Regions from separate parts of the Mus musculus genome. Here region 1 is linked to region 2. Evidence: chromatin contacts called from public Hi-C data. All regions are on one chromosome and are shown on one strand. Each heading gives the region's core, a stretch centred on a gene start, on an enhancer-like site or on the middle of the called end of the contact. The rest is flanking DNA. Distances are from core to core; before and after follow the strand shown. Region 1 has its middle 35 kb from the start of Ppp2r3a. Region 2 overlaps Ppp2r3a (protein phosphatase 2, regulatory subunit B'', alpha).

Region 1 (2,700 bases), core at 125-2,624, 110 kb after region 2:
CAGTGTCAGTCTGAATCACCTTACCACTAAAATTTAATATGATCCTTGTTAAAGTTAATGTGAGTTTAAGGAGGGGTGCGGTAGCAAACCTTATCTCCAAGAAGAAATGAAGACAGCTAGAATATGAGTACTATTAGAGCAGATATTTATATAGCAATCTCTTTTTGTTTCTTCCAATGCTTCTATGCTTTGACAAAACTTCCTCGCTATGAAGAGCATTGCACATTTATCTTGTTTCACTTTCATACTGAAAACCCTATGCAGGAAAATATGACCAACAGCAACTATTAGGGATTAGAAGCAAACTGGAAGATTCTGTAAGAGCCCTGGGTCTGAGGAATATGGTGTTGGGGTAGAGGTGTGAGCCAGAGTTACTGGAGTTTGAAGTCTCCTTCTAGCACAGGCTAATGATATATGATTTCTGAATATTATTATTACTAATTATTAGTAGTCTTATTTTGCCAGTAGGGCAATTCAGAAGGCAATTTGGCCAAAATTAAGAGAGATGTATTAGAATTCAAACCCAAAGCCAGAATCTTCCTAATAACCAGTCAGAGCCTAGATAAAAAAAGGCTACCCTTTCAAATGAATTAGGATCAGAGGAGTGGACATTAAAAATAATGGTTTGAAAGATGGTGTGGATCAGTGTTTCTCAACCTGTGGGTCTCTACCCCTTCGGGGGTCAAAACCCTTCCATAGGGCTTGCCTAAGACAATCGGAAAACACAGATGTCTATATTACAATCCACAATAGCAGAATTACAGTTATGAAGTAGCAACAAAAATAATTTTATGACTGGGGTCACTATAATGTGAAAAACTCCAATGTAAAAACTCAATGTAAAAAACTGTATTAAGAGGTCTCAATGTTAGGAAGGTTGAGAACTGCTGGGAATGGCAGGGATGGGTGAACTGACTGCCAATTCATATGTCTGGGGATCTATGCTGAGTTATTGGTCACATGTAGTCAAGGCAGTATGTGTCAGGAAGTGCACAGACCTTTATGTCCAACATGTTTCTTCAGATCCCTTGCCTCCAGGAGTCACACCCCCCAATCAGACTAGAATTTCCTCTTCTCCAGTGGCACCAATGGTAGATTCTTCCTCAGGTAGTTGGATGCCTGCTAGATTGCATTCCCAAGCAACAACTAAATCGCTAGCCACAGAAATGGAGCCTGCTAGTTCACAGCAAGTACCACAAAACTCAATTTTATTCTGATCAGATTTCCCTAAATTCCATGGTTAAATAATCCATGTTAATTTTCTTAGATCGATAATAGTGAAAGATTGTACAATTGCACCCACAGTCTACAGTCATCCAGAGAATGGCATTTCTAATAGGGTCTCTGTGTTCAAAGAGAAGTGGCCATTGTGTATTGACAAAGACAAAACAAACCGTTCTGCTCACTACGTGTAATTTCTGTCTGTATTATTCACATGGCTGGACAATGAGATCCACGATGGAACAGTTTCACTTAGAACTAACATTGCTCAAATTATGCCCAAATCACTTACTCAACACAGTTATAACTGTGAATAATTCAGGCTGATTAAACTCTAAGATTAAGAAATTCAGCTTATTAAAGGCTACCAAGAAGAGTAAAATTTAGCAAGGCTTATTTGTAAGCATAGATCAGATAGTGCATGGAAACAGGCTTCTATTGTTTGCAAAGAAATTCTTAACACATGTAATATATTAATAAAACACCAGCTTATCGTGTCGATCAATAGACAACTGAAGATTGCCACAATCATTTTATAAGTAAAAATGACAGATATGAGATTTTATATTATGTTTTTCTCTTTCATAATAACTAAGGATATTTGATTAAAAATGGCCATTTTCTTTTCCTAGTTGCATTTGTTTGATTATTTTGCAGAAACTCTGGATGATGACTTAAGGTCTGTTCTGAAAATTTAAAATTTAGAAATAATCTGATAGCCATTTTTTAAAGAGGGAGCAAAAAAACATACCAAACTAATCACAAGACACTGGCATGAACATATTTAAAGAGTCTGTGTGGGTAAAAAAGCCACATTCTTGCCTCAGATGGTTCTTAAATATTTATTGATTCATACTTATATATGAAACTTCAACGGATATGAAGGCAGTCCCTGGTACAAAGTAGATAATTTATTAAGTGGTTAATATACTTCACCAAACCCAGATACACTTTTTAAAAATTATGGTATTTTAAACATTAAGAAAATCTTTCCAAATGCTGTGTGGTGTGTGTTTGTGGGAAGGAGTGGGGCACAAAGTCATTCCACACATTGGCTCTATTGTTGCGCTGCGTGGCAGTTTTAACGATCTTTTCTGTCACCTCTCCAACTTCTGCACCTGGGAATTTAAAAACCCACACATGATTGAAGGGCCCCATCCTTCTCCTCAGGACACCACACTTCTCACTCTTTATTTTTAGAAAGGAGGTCTGTTGGATTGGATGCACGTGCATGCTTTACTGTTTTTTGTTTTGTTTTTTTTGTTTTTTTTCAAGACTCCTTACAAAAATTATTTCCTTACAACACCCTCAGACTTAAAAGGCCAAATTTTGCTTCCCCCATTCAGTTTATCTTAACTGCTTTTGAACACTGTTACTGGGTCGTAACATCTCGGTTGCCAACGTTTATCTTGAATCTCTCCAGTCTGCATAAATTTGCATCCCTTCAAATGTTTAGTGAATCCAACTAGTCTATTAGTA
Region 2 (2,700 bases), core at 161-2,660:
GATGAGTAAATAGAGAGCTATGGAGATAGCATAAATCACTAATCTCCCTGAAATCCGGGGTAGTAATAAGGCCTACTGCCCTTAACTTAAATGATTCCTAGGCTGGAAAGCTCTGATACGCAGGCTTTGTGTCTTGTTTTTCTCGCCTACACATGCTTTCTTTTTACTGTGCTCCTGCCTACCTTTATGGGCTAGTGGCAACTGTCCTTGCAAACCTCAGTATAATTGATTCAAGTTTCCATTCTCTTATTTCATCATTCATCCACTGGTTTCTTGAGACAGCTCTTGGTATTTTAATAGTGTAGGTTATATCCTCTTGCTGTCTCCAGTGCTAGGATTACAGGCAGGCACGAGCAAGCACCATCATGCACAGCTCTTTTTCCTATTCTAATCTTCTGTTACAAATAGATCTTAGTGGGAAATCAGAGAGCCATTTAGATATGTGCGTAAACCAAAGAGTCAGGATTCACCGAACTCCCAGACTACAGAGTTCGTGACAGTTATTCTGATTATTTCATAGCCTTTTCTTGTTTCTGACCAGATTCTTTAAAGATTTCCATACAACATTATTTTGATTATATTCTTTCTCAACTTTGATCCTCAACTTTGTTTTTCTCATTCTTAGAAACAAACAACAAGAAAACATCCCGTCCTGGTCCCCCTACCCCCCTCGCAACCTAGTTCATTTTATGTTGGCCAACTCTTCCAAACTCTTCCAATGAGGTTTGCCCTGGAGAACTGTTGATACACCCAGGATCACTCCATTAAGAAAACTGATTTTATCTCTTCCAAATACTATCAGTTCCTGCTAGGTTCTTAACGATGGCTGATGTTAAATTCTACAGTTTCCTGAGATGCTCCATGCTTACCGCGACTGGCTAGGGAGGAGGCTGGATACAGTGGAAACAGCCCTGCTTTGTCCATTTTATACTGAGTTTTGTTTTAGATTCCATCTAACAAGATTTTTTTACTACTAAAACAATTTGAAAACCATTCTTAACAATCTGGCTTCTAGATGTATGTAGCTCAGTTGCATAGTTACACTTTAAAATGAAAAATTATAGTTATACTTTACAAGTATAGATATACTTTAAAATGAAAAAAAATCACCATAAGGTATATGGTGGTATATACCTTAATCCTAGCATTTGGGATTAAGAGTTTGATGTTAGCACTGGCTATACAGTAAGACGCCGTTATTAACAAACAAAAAATTTCAGAAACAACCAGCCAAAGAAACAAACAAAAAACCCCCTTTCATACTCCAAAAATAAATTCCATTTTTAAAAGGTACAAAAAAAAATATCACCTGAAGTAAAGGGATAAAATCCTCTTGTTCTAGATAGCTGCAGCTGGGCTTTGCCAGAAGCCAGATGAACTTGGCAGCATCGTCATGACGGTTACTTAGCAACCTACAAAAGAAACACTGGTTAGGAAGATCTGGTGCTCAGAACATACAATGACTACACACTTACAGGCTGGTAATTTTAGGCTGACTTGGGTGCTATTTAGATTAAGAATCAAATGTTCTTTGTCTTTTCATTTTCAGTGCTGGGAATTAAAGGGTAAGCTTTGTGCAAGTCCCCTACTACTGTTACCCCTGACCATGGCTTCCATGCTTCTGGTTTTTGTCAAAGGAGTGTCAATTACAGGATGGTGAACTTTTCTTCTGGGATGTTTTTGAGACCGAGACCATGGGGTGAAACTAACTGATAAAGGTAAATGTGTTATTAGGGAGAAGGCTCATTCAGTTAAGCCTCACGGGGCTTTAAACTCTGACTTTTAAAGAACAAGCTTCGGGACGAAGCCCTCTGTCACGTGTTCTGACTTTCTAGAATTCCTCACCTCCAACCATAGTTCCATAGACCCTGACAGAAAAGTCAAAGCACTGAAAAAGCAAAACAACTACTTTTTCCTGGACTTTGTTTTTTATGTTTGTTAGTTTTTGTAAAAATGGTGGTGCTAAGCCAGGCAGAGGTGGCACATGACTTTAATGCCAACACTTGGGAGGCAGAACTAGGGCAATCTTGGTGAGTTTGAGGCCAGCCTGGACTACAGAACTAGTTCCAGGACAGCTAGTTCCAGGACAGAAACCGTGTCTTGAAAACAAAACCCAGAACAATAACAATAGGGAAAAGGGTGCTACTCAGACTTTGTTTTCTGGGTTTGAAACTTTGGGGTCATTTAATTTTTTCTTATCATCTATATCTAATTATTAACTCCAGATTTTCTGATTTTCCTTCATTAATCAAATTGATTATTGAATGCAAACTGTATGTCAGGTATTTTATCTGGCCTTGAATGGGTTTGGATAAAAGAAAATGAGATAGTTTTATTCCCTATAAGGAATGTACAGTTCAGTGTTTGGTTTCCAACAGAATCATACGACTGTGGAACCACTGCGGTATTGAGTAATGAGTACAGCTGTCATGAAAGCACAGAGCAGGCCCGTGAGATTTCCAGCAGAGAAAAATAGGAAAGAAAGAAGTGTTGTGGTGAGGAGGGCCGCATGCACAGATGCCTGGTGAGAGAGTCATTACAGCGTCTGGGCAACACCCAGTGCAGAGCTCGTAAGAGGAGGGGAGAATTTAAGGTGCTTGTTCTAAATCCAGCCCAAAGGCACTCTGACAGCAGGGAAATGATTTCCTTATGCTTAGGACTTCACTATTCAACTTCAAATTCTATACAGCTCTCACTAAC

Evidence for each region. A called contact is a pair of places that touch in the nucleus more often than the background predicts.
Region 1: a contact with region 2 is called in a Hi-C map of cortical glia, with 2.1 times the contacts expected there. The contact joins two enhancer-like sites. A contact is called at or near these places in 50 of 484 Hi-C or Micro-C datasets (8-cell embryo, the AML12 cell line, the C2C12 cell line and 33 more) and 3 of 115 datasets of contacts at active chromatin or transcription factors (fibro-adipogenic progenitors, kidney and neural progenitor cells).

Annotation. Positions count from the first base shown.
Region 1 is chr9:101,285,552-101,288,251 of GRCm38.p6, forward strand. No RefSeq gene overlaps it. Among named protein-coding and RNA genes, the nearest start is that of Ppp2r3a, 35 kb to the left of the region's middle. Within about 2 kb of position 1,375, at least 11 of the 459 cell types and tissues checked have an H3K27ac peak or open chromatin away from gene starts, as enhancers often do. A contact at or near this core is called in cortical glia, where this site is marked.
Region 2 is chr9:101,179,026-101,181,725 of GRCm38.p6, forward strand. Ppp2r3a (protein phosphatase 2, regulatory subunit B'', alpha) reads right to left here. Exons shown (of 14, transcript NM_001161362.3): 5 at 1,310-1,412. Among named protein-coding and RNA genes, the nearest start is that of Gm24338, 43 kb to the right of the region's middle. Within about 2 kb of position 1,411, at least 33 of the 459 cell types and tissues checked have an H3K27ac peak or open chromatin away from gene starts, as enhancers often do. A contact at or near this core is called in cortical glia, where this site is marked.